Linked DNA regions of Mustela erminea: region 2 is linked to region 1. A link is a contact called in public Hi-C data. All regions are on one chromosome and are shown on one strand. The core of a region is the stretch at or near the end of the contact, and the rest is flanking DNA. Distances in the headings are between cores, read along the strand shown. Region 1 overlaps ATXN7L1 (ataxin-7-like protein 1). Region 2 has its middle 67 kb from the start of CDHR3.

Region 1 (5,086 bases), core at 2,250-4,749:
TCGAACCAAAGAACCTAGATGTCATTCAATAGACAAGAGAGGATTAATTTTTCCCCTCTTTCTCAGAGAGGGCTTTTTATTCCCTTCCCTGATTATATTTTTGAATGCCCTTCAAGTAGCTGTTTTGCATGTTGATGGTGAATGCAGCAGGATTTAATGAACTGTGAGCTAAAGCAGAGAGGCTGAGCAGGAAAATAAATGAGTGACAGCAACTCACCTCCGTTCCTTGCACACATGTCCAGATGCCGGTGTCGGTTGGGTCCCGAGAGCGACACAGCCCAGCAGCCCTGCACACGGGAGCCTCATTAAGGAGGTTCCAGGCTTTCCTGCCATTGTTCTTTTCACTTTGGCTGTCTCCGGGTGACCTCTAGTTGAGGAGGAAACACACCATTTGGGCTTCTGAGCCCTAGAGACAGTCAGTCCCTCTGAATGTCAGTGCCCCCTAGGCTTCTCAGGAATCATCAGCGACTAATGATCCTAGAGGACTTCCTGTCTGAAGGTGCTCGTGTTCACCACACGGAGACCTTGGGTCTGAGTGTCAATGCAGTTGGATTTGTTTGCTGAGATTACATTTCTGTTGTTGTTACTGTTCGTTGTCTTTTATGAGACTTACTCCGGAGAAGTACAAAATAATTAAAGGAAATTGTTGTCATCAGACATAGTCTTTGTCGAGTCTGACAGCATTAATTAATAAGGCTTGGCAAGAGCATGGGAATATGTGCAAACTTTATTTTGTTATTAGGGTTCTTTTTTACCTTTAATTTGATGAATGTACCCCAGTCCAGAATGAGCTCCTAGACTGGTAGGTCTTTGGGGTTCCTTATGATCAGAAGCAGTGTCTGCCATTGTTTCTTCTGATAGCATCTTCCCATTATCCTGGCAAAGTGTGGATCCTGTGCTAGGTCCTCAGGAAATTCCTACAAATCCTACAGAGATCCCTATGGAAAGAAGCGACAGACTGATTAACAAACGGTTATACCTTAAGTCAAGCATTACATCTGCAAGAACCCACAAGTAGGACTGCGTTGTGCTCCAGTTCAAGTGTTTATATTTTGAACTTGCATCTGCCCAAGTTACAGTCAATGCTGGGTCTGGAACAGAGCAGGTTAACCTGGTCCCCAAACCGGACTTTTCTTTTTGCTCTGCTAATGGGAAACAAAAATACCAATAACAACAATGATGATAAAGCTGACGCATGTGGTGAGCCCTCACACATGCTAAGCTTTCCGTGTGTTAGCTAATCCTGTCACCACATGGTCATATTCTCCCCGTCATACAGCCAAGAAAGGGAAATTCAGAAGGTTTAGGAAATCTGCTCCGGATCCAGCCGATGTAAGTGGCAGAACCGGGATTCCAACCTCTGTCTGACTCAAGTCACTGTAACCATGGTCCAGGTGGAAAGTTTTGGGCCTGGAGCTCCCTGCAGCGCTATAACTAGGCTTGGCTACAGAGAGGTCGTCACGGTCCCCTGTGGGATCTGCACAGGTGCTCTCAGGCAGCTGAGCTCCCTGTCTCTTCCTCACCCACACTGCTGACCTGGTCTGCTCACTGGCAGAGGTGAGGAACTTGGGCACAGTCTCGGGCACAATGAAGAAGGGAGGAATAAATCAGCCCTAGTGAGTGTGTTCGGAGCCTCAGCCCCAAGCCCCTTTAAATATCGACAGGTAAAAAAGAGGGAGCTTCTCATGGTGGTGGAGTGGGTACCTTCAGCAGTACCTGCGCCCGTAGGTTCTTCTGTATCTCCAACAAAAGAACGGATCCCTGAGGCCCACAGTCGGCGCTTTCCTCTACACCGATCAAAATTCCCTTTTTGCATGTTTCTGTGAATTAAGTAGAAATGCTCACAAACAGCAGATGTAACAGTTCAGCTCAAATTTAAAGCTAAATCAATAGGCTCTTCATAACCTTAGGATTGTTGAATTCATCTTTAATTGAAAAAAAAAGTCTACTTATAATCTCATCAAAGCCTGTTTCTTGAAGGCTGAATCTCGTGGGTCACCTTCAGAGTCGCATGGCTTTGACTCATTCATTTATTTGAAAAATGTTTACTGAGCACCTGTTACACGCAGGCATTGTTCTTGTGTTGCGGGTGTCGTGGTGAGCATCACAGACAAGGGCATGGCTTTCCTGAAGCTAGTATTCTGGGAGGTTAAATGACATAAACAAAGATGCAGTCAAGTCCTATAAAGAGCTGTCACAAGAATGTCCCAGCAGGAGAGGTGGGTGGGGACCAGAACCATAGAGCCCTGCAGGCCAGGGCCCACAGTTTGGGTTTTATTCTGGGTGGGGTGAGAAGACACTGAGGGCATCGAGTGAGGCAAAGACATAATCTGGTTGATATTTTTAGATGATCACTCTGGCGGCTTGGAGCCTGGGAAACCTCCTAGGGACGAATGCAGCGCTGTGCGGATAGAAAAGGATAACTTTGAAGTCCGTTCTGGAAAAGTAACTGACAGAATTTGATGATGGGCCACATTGGAAAAGAGAGGGGTCAACATTTAGGATTAGTGAGCAGCAGAGGATGACAACATGGAAGCCAAGGCAGCAGAGCCTTAAGTAGACCTGGTCAAATGCCAAGAAGTTGAGTGAGAAGAGAAAAGAGAAGAAGCCCCTAGATTTGCCACCATAGGCTGTAACTGACCTTGACAAGCTCCATCTCAGATGGGTCTTGAGATTTTTTTTTTTTCCCCAAGTGCGGGTGACTTCATTTTTATATCCCTGATGGACCTCTTTTTAGGCTGACAGAGCCCCAAGTTTTCTATCTGCGTTTGTGCTGAGGTCAGCTGCCACCCAGTCAAATCGTCAGCTCGTTCCTCTGCCCCCAGCATCCCCATGTTCTTTGACTGATTACTGTGCAGCAGGATCACCTGCAAACACCAGCGGATAAGCCGTATGCATCCCTGAGTCCCGGCATGGAGCATATTTCTGGACTTGATATGCAGTCGGGTAGAAGGAAAGACTCCTCTGATCCCTGTTAGGGTGCCCTTGGCGCCTCCACTTCACCAGCATTAGCATACGTCAGGGCTGTTGGAAGTGCTCGCTGACTTATCCGTCCCATCTCTCTCCCTCTCTTTCTCTCCCTCTCTCTGTCTTGTCATACACACACACACACACACACACACACACCAGAACAGGAGTAGTTCCAAGGAGCCAGGACCCCTGTCATCACCTGCATGATACTACCTGCGTTAATGATGATGCTGGATACGCAGTTGTTGCTCAATATATGTCTTTGAAAATGAAGGGAGAAGAGAGGGAGGAAGCAAACAATGAAGGAAAATTGGCTTGCTGTTTGTGAAGAAGCCAGATTCCACATGTAAACGAGTGCATTCATTTGAAGACACCACTCCTTGAAGGAGAATGACCAGCTCTGTTCCAATCCGGTTGGAGAGGCGGCATTGGGGAAACGTCCTTCCTCGCCAGGCGGCTTGGGAGGCTGCTGCTTTGATCCTTGACCACAGCTGATTTCTGGAGGGCTCTCCCCGTAACATGACCCCCGGCTTCTGACTCATCACTGGCTTGTCTCCGCTGTGTGGCTGCCCTGCTCCGTTCCTTGGAGCTGTATCAACGAAGGAAAATCAGGGGAACAGTCATCGCTTTATTTAAATCCGAGGAAAGAATGTGGCCAGCACAGATCCAAAGGTCATTTTGCAATCCTCTGCATCCCAAGCCGTGAGGAGGGCAGCACTTCGCAGGCAGTGGTCCCTCCCTGGTGTGGCAAACCGTACCGTGAAAGCTAGAGCTGCAGCTGGACACAGCTGGGCGCATGCACACCGGGGGACCTGCGCCCAGATCCCTCCGGAGTTTCGCGGCTGCTTTCCGAGGATTGAAGTGATCTAAGGTCTTGGAGTGAAACACAGGAACATCTCTTTCACTGGGGATTCTAATCACCGAGTTTATCTTAATCCAGCCACAAACACGGGGTAACTATCATGGTCGTCATCAGGCACTTCTGTTTCCAATAATGTGACCCCAGACACAAACCCACTTCATCTGGTGCCGGAGCGGAGAAACAGATTTTTTCTTTCTCTCCCCCACCAACCCTGGAGGAGAAACTGGCCATAGAGTCAGTCCACGATCCCCAAACCCTGGGCTCTGTGCTTTCTAACAGAAGGGCATTTGAGGGCGTGGGGATTATACACCATTTTTGCCTCACACCCAGATGCAGGACCCCAGCTGCTGTCGAAGCTCGAAGTCTGCTGAGCGCTTGTCCTCTTAGAAGGGTCTCTGGACTTCTCATTCAAGGGGCTGGTTCTTAGTGCATGGCAGGGGTCACTGAGAGCGTCCCATATGAGGAAGCCCTGTATAGGTTCACCTCGGGGATGTGAAGGAAGGTTCCAGGCCCTCTTGTTTCTAAAGTCAAAGCCCTTCTCCCCTCGTTTGTATACTGACTGTGTCAGGTTTCTTGTTCCCTCCTCTGGAGGAAGGTGCTGTTAAATTGCCATGGCTTCTTAGCAGTTAGTGGCGTCCTGGGATCCAGGGAATCCTGCAGCTCGGGGAGGGTTGTGCCGAGCCAGGCCCCTTGGAAAACTGGGCACAAGTTAGGTGAAGCAGAAGACTTGAGAGATAAGTGGTCTGGGGGCAGTAATGACTGGGAGCAAGCAAATCGTTCCACGACGCACGACGATGAATCCTGCTTCGTGTGCAATGAATTATAATAACAAAGGAGAAAGTTCCCTTTGCTTTACAAAACCCGCAGCTGTTGATCTCTGTCCAAGGTGTGGCCTCTGGCAAACCCTGTGATTTGCTTGTCTATGAGTGTTGTCGATGCTTTGCTTTTCTCCCCCAGGATCACTTCTTCAGATTCCTGAGCCTCCCGCAGAGGTGCGTGCGGCATCTGTGCTGGGTCCGTGCTGTCCACCCAGCTGCACTTGACTCTCTTTGGCAAGTGCCTGCCTCCAGCAGAGGTTCCCCATCAGCAAGGTCACACTGACCCAGGCCCTGACCGATGCCCTTGCTCTGTGACCCACACTACTGTCAGCTCTGGGTGTCCGCTTGATGGTGGCACAATGTCCAGAGATATAGATGACCAGGCTACCAAGTGTTTAAGGAAGCAGGACCTGGATGGCAGGTGCTTTCAGAATCC
Region 2 (5,042 bases), core at 881-3,380, 240 kb before region 1:
AGCTATATTTGGGGTTTTTTAATAACGGACTTATTAATCAGGTTTCTTACCTACCAAGTAAATCCACTCTGGTTTGTTTAAACAGAAAAAACCCAAATGTCTTAAGGGGCATTAGTGGTTCCCACAATCTCCGACAGAGTCCGAAATTGGGGGTTGAGTCTCTGCAGCCTTGAACAATACCCAACTCCCCACACGTCCGGGCCCAGGCTCGAACCCACCACCCTTGTCTCAGGCTCCTGGGAGCCTCTCTAGCCCTGCTGCCTCCAGGGGCTCAACGTCTTCTGCCACCATCTGCTCCCATCCCCAAGAGACAAGCCCATGCAGCAGCTGCTTCCTTGCTCTCCATTCTTCCTGAAGTCTCCTGTTGCTACATCCCATTGGCAGAGCCCAGGACACGTGCCTACGTCCTAGCTGCGGCCTGAGTCTGAGAAACTGAGTTCGGGATCTCCACCCTGCTGACCTAATGCGTGTAACATGGCCTACTTTCCTAACTTAGAAAGGCTGTTCAAATGATGCCGGGCTGGTACCAACATGACCCACAACCACCAGGCCACACTTAAAACAGTTTGGGTCTTCTGTGTCTTCTGGGTTCCTGAGAGCTCAAGTCATGGGGCCAAGTCTCATTATTTCCACATGTGTCCTGTCAATGAATCTGTGAGTGTCTGTTCTTTGCAACCAATGGAAGGCAGTTAACACAAGTAATTTGGCCAAGGCAATTTGGAGAAAATTTAGCCTGGGGGAGTGTTTCCTTCCCAGCCAGACCACATCACAGAAGCCTGAGATTTATTCTTCAAAAGGATAGTCTTCAGTGGGGCTTTCGAAGGTACCTGGAAAGCATGGCCACGCGGAGACCTCCCAGGGGTACCAACCCACAGACATTTAACAGGCCTTCTTATAGAGCTCTACGAATGCCACAGCGGGCCACTGTTTAACCAAAGACCATCCCCAGCCATTGGTAAGAAACCACATTGCCGGGGGACGGGGTGCTCCCTGGCAAGGCCTTCCTCTTGTGATAAGTTTCCTTCAAAGTTTGGAGTCGTACTTTCCAGGAGACTGTTCTCTGCCCTCCCTCCTGTGGCTCTCCACTGCTCTCAGGAACTCAAGTGATTCAATTAAGAAAGATTTTGAGAGATGTCTGGCTGGCTCAGTGCATGGAGCGTGTGACTCTTGATCTCAAGGGTGTGAGTTTGAGCCCCACATTTTTTGTGGAGATTACTTAATTAAACTTAAAAAAAAAGATTTTGAGTATCAACTATGTCCCAGGCATTCATTGTACGATTGTGCTAACACTGGATGTCCTCGGTCCCCAGGGAGCCTTCGGACAAGTATTTCAGCCAAAGCTTACCTGAACGAGAATGAAGATGTTCAAGCACCTTTATCCAGAAAGAGATGCATGGTTTTCATTTTTACAGACTTATTGGCCAGGATCATTTCAGAAGCGGAGGTCTTTGACTTAATAATACAGGAGCACAGGGGCACCTGGGTGGTTCACTCAGTTGAGCATCTGACTCTTGATTTCATTCTGGTCATGATCTCTGGGTTGTGAGATCAAGCCCTGTGTCGAAGTCTGCACTGGGCATGGAGTCTGCTTAAGATCTCTCTCTCCCATCTCCCTTTGCCCCTCCCCCCTCCTCTCTCTAAAAATAATAATTATAATAATACAGGAATATCATCATTATACCTTCCAAACACGGAGTCTATCAAAGAAATTTCTCTGATAGGATCATTCATTTGTGTAAAAGTCTTTCAAAGATCTCACCATTAAATCTAATTACATGTGATAAATGAAAAGTATAAACTTGGAGCGAACAATTGAGCACCTCAGACAATCCAGCTAGTGCCGTCAGTTGGATATACATAACTGGCTGCCCACCCTGGGGATGTGTGGACCCTCACCCCTCCCACCTCCGCAGAGTACTGAAATGTTCCACAAAGCAGCAAGCGAAGTATTTGCTCTAGACCCCAAATACTCTCTTCCCACCACAGGCCTGGATGTTCCCACGGCGGCGGCAGGTGCCCGCGAGGACCGCTAGGTGTCGCTGTGAGCCCGCGAGAGCCGGGCCTCACGCGGCGGGCGCACTTGAGCCCGGTCTGTTTTCAATCAACACGTTGTCAGTTTTCCTCCCCGAGGCCCCAGGGGTGTGCTAGGAATTTTTATTTCTTGAGAAATCCTGTGATTCAGCTGCCCTTTGTTGGCCCTGCTTGAGAAAATGAAGCCTGTGCTTGCTCTCCCAGCCCCGCGACAGGGGCTCCCTGGCAAGGGTCTTTGGACCACCAGCTACAGGGCCACTCCTTCCCGGTTCATAGCCTTGGCCCTTGCTCTCCCCCTCCCTTTCAGCCTCTACTCTTTTTATCTTTCTCTCCTGGTGCCCCGTGACACTAATGAGCCCTCAGGGGTTCTCTGCCATGCTAGAAGCCTTGGCCTGGTGAATTTCAAGACACCCCAACCAGCTCCCACACCAACCAGCTTGCAGATTCCGTCCTCACCTTCCACCTTCCCCTTCTGATTCTACCCCTGACTTTGTGCCCTTTCTCCAGCGCAGCCACAAAACTAAGGCCATGTTGGGGTGGGAACAGCACGAGGCTGAGCTATCTTACCCTAGTCCTGGCACAAAGGGGTTAGGAGCCGCGGTGACTTTCAGACCCCCACCTCCCTCTGCCACTCACTAAACTGTGAGACCTCTGGCCTTACTTAGCTGTGAAAGCTTTCTGAGTTTCGATTCTTCAGAGGTAAATTAAATAGTACCTCCAGATGCATCCATTAAGTAAAATTATTAAGCACAAAGGACCCCATGGGATCTTACACACTGCAAGCATTCTATAAATGCAAAGTGATTTTAATTGTTATTACATGGACATTTAGGCAGGCACGTTAGCACACACTCAGCCAAAGGTACAGACCTTAGGCCCTCATTTCTCCTGAAGCCCATGGTAAGACGGTGTGTTAAGGAAACAGAGTCTGGGGGCACTTGGTCAGACGTGCCAAGCAGCACCGCTGATGCTAACCCTCTCTACTCATGTCAACAGTGATGAAGCCGTCCTGAGCCCAGCTGGGCGCTGTCTTGGTCAATAGCAGTAGCTTGCTTGGCAAACGGCCGTGCGAGCTGTCCTGGGGCCTTCTGGGAAAAGGCCACTTGTGGGCGGAGCCGACCCGCACTCCCTCCTCCCAAAGGTTCAGCACACCGCTCCCTGGTTTCCAGCTACCACACAGCTACTGTGGGTTTTTGTGGGTGACCACGCGGCAGAATCCTGACTGTGGGTGCCCTGCGGCTGCCCTGCAGGCCTCGAGGCCTCACACCCTGGAGAGCTTGGGGAAAGGTGAAAAGCAGGCAGAGTCCTCTGTCTTTTACCAAGGCGGTTCTGGACTACTCGGTAGAAGCAGCTAAATGGTAACTAGAGCCCCTGCTGGTCGGGACTAGTAACTGCAGCCACGTTCATCTGCCTCTAGAAGAGGGGGCTGATTCCCAGTGACCCAGATCTTAATCTACCGTCTTTGGAGGCACTTGGATACTCATGGCCAAGACTAGCCTGCTTTTTTTGAGCAGCAGACAGGTAGGGGGTGTGTACAGAACGGGGGAAAGAATAGACTGCTTTTTATGCCGCCCAAAGCCCAGGGCTCTGAGCTTGGCAGGACTCTGGGAGATCATTTCAGATCCCAATCCAAGCCAGACGGGAAAGGACAGACACTCTCGGGGCGTATCTGCTGGTCCAGAAGCTGGTATTGATGCTGTTCCTGTGAAAGCTTGATTTCTGCAGCCGACAGAAGCCTTGGACGTTGAGGGAGGAGAGTGATTCTATCAGAGGCCACTTGAATGTTCAGTAGTCTGACACCTGTCCCCACCAGAATGCAGATCAAGGGCCATTGCAGAGCCCTTCCTGCTGAGGCTCAGAGCAGGCACCCCTAGGTTTCTGTCCTGGCCCTGTGACCTTTGGGTAGGTCCCCTTATCTCTCCAGCCCTCAGCTTTCTCAACCATGAAATGCAGGTGACGAGACCATCGCAAAGGAGTGCTGAGAGGATGAGGTCACGCAAGGCAGCGTGCCCAGCACATCCCAGACACACAGTCACCATCCTGAGGTTGGTAGAGACCTAGCCACGGACCATCCCGGGGCAGAGGAAGCTGCCATGGAGAAACTCGGGGAGGTCCACCTGCACTCCAGACCAACCCTGGACTCCTCCTGCCACAGTGGCCAGGATCTGGGAAGGGCTGAACTCCCCACACCACAACCTAGACTGGGGGTGCCTCCCTTTCTTTTAAAGATTTAGGAAACCCTCATGCCTTGCTAGTGAGAAGGCAAAATGGTACAGCCACTTTGGAAAAATCTGGCAGTTTCTCAGAATGATCTAGAATTACCACATGACCCAGCAATTCCCCTCTTAGAGACGGTCCAGGAGGAATTAGAACATAGGTCTGCAAAGAATGTGTACGTGAGTGTTCATTGCAACATCATTCCTAATAGCCAAGAGGTGCAAACAACCCAAATATCCAGCAACTGATGAATGGATAAACATAATACGGTGTGCTCGTCCAGGAGACCATCGCTCAGCCAGAGAAGGGAAGGAAGTACTAGTATCTGCTGCACCAGAAATAGATCTTGATAACATTATGCTAAATGAAATAAGCCAAGTCACAAAAGGACAAATACTCTATGATTCTATTTCTGTGAAATGTCCAGAATAGGCAAATCCATAGAGACAGATGGTGCCAGGGCCTGGGGATGGGGAATGACCATTTATGGGATCTGGGTTTATTTGGAGGGAGATGAAAATATTTCAGAATTAGGTAATGGTGGTGGCCATACCACTTTGCACATATCCTAAAAACCCACTGAATTTTATGGTATGTGAATTAAATCACATTATGAATAATAAAATTGCTACCAAAAAAAAAAAAAGGCGGTTTTGCATGCCAGCTGGAGAATGCTCTTACTGGGGATGGAGAAAGGAGATGGGCAGTGTGGGGAGGGGCGGGAGCCTTGCCTATAAATCAGATTAACCAGCTTCCCTCCCTCCATGGTTCCTGGCTCGGAAGAGGCTGGGGCT

What was found. A called contact is a pair of places that touch in the nucleus more often than the background predicts.
Region 2: a contact with region 1 is called in a Hi-C map of fibroblasts, with 5 times the contacts expected there. The contact joins two enhancer-like sites. A contact is called at or near these places in 3 of 3 Hi-C or Micro-C datasets (fibroblasts, skeletal muscle and spleen).

Annotation. Positions count from the first base shown.
Region 1 is chr11:87,857,639-87,862,724 of mMusErm1.Pri, reverse strand. All of the region lies in intron 2 of ATXN7L1 (ataxin-7-like protein 1), which reads left to right. Among named protein-coding and RNA genes, the nearest start is that of ATXN7L1, 92 kb to the left of the region's middle. Within about 2 kb of position 3,499, the one cell type or tissue checked has open chromatin away from gene starts, as enhancers often do. A contact at or near this core is called in fibroblasts, where this site is marked.
Region 2 is chr11:88,100,734-88,105,775 of mMusErm1.Pri, reverse strand. No RefSeq gene overlaps it. Among named protein-coding and RNA genes, the nearest start is that of CDHR3, 67 kb to the right of the region's middle. Within about 2 kb of position 2,130, the one cell type or tissue checked has open chromatin away from gene starts, as enhancers often do. A contact at or near this core is called in fibroblasts, where this site is marked.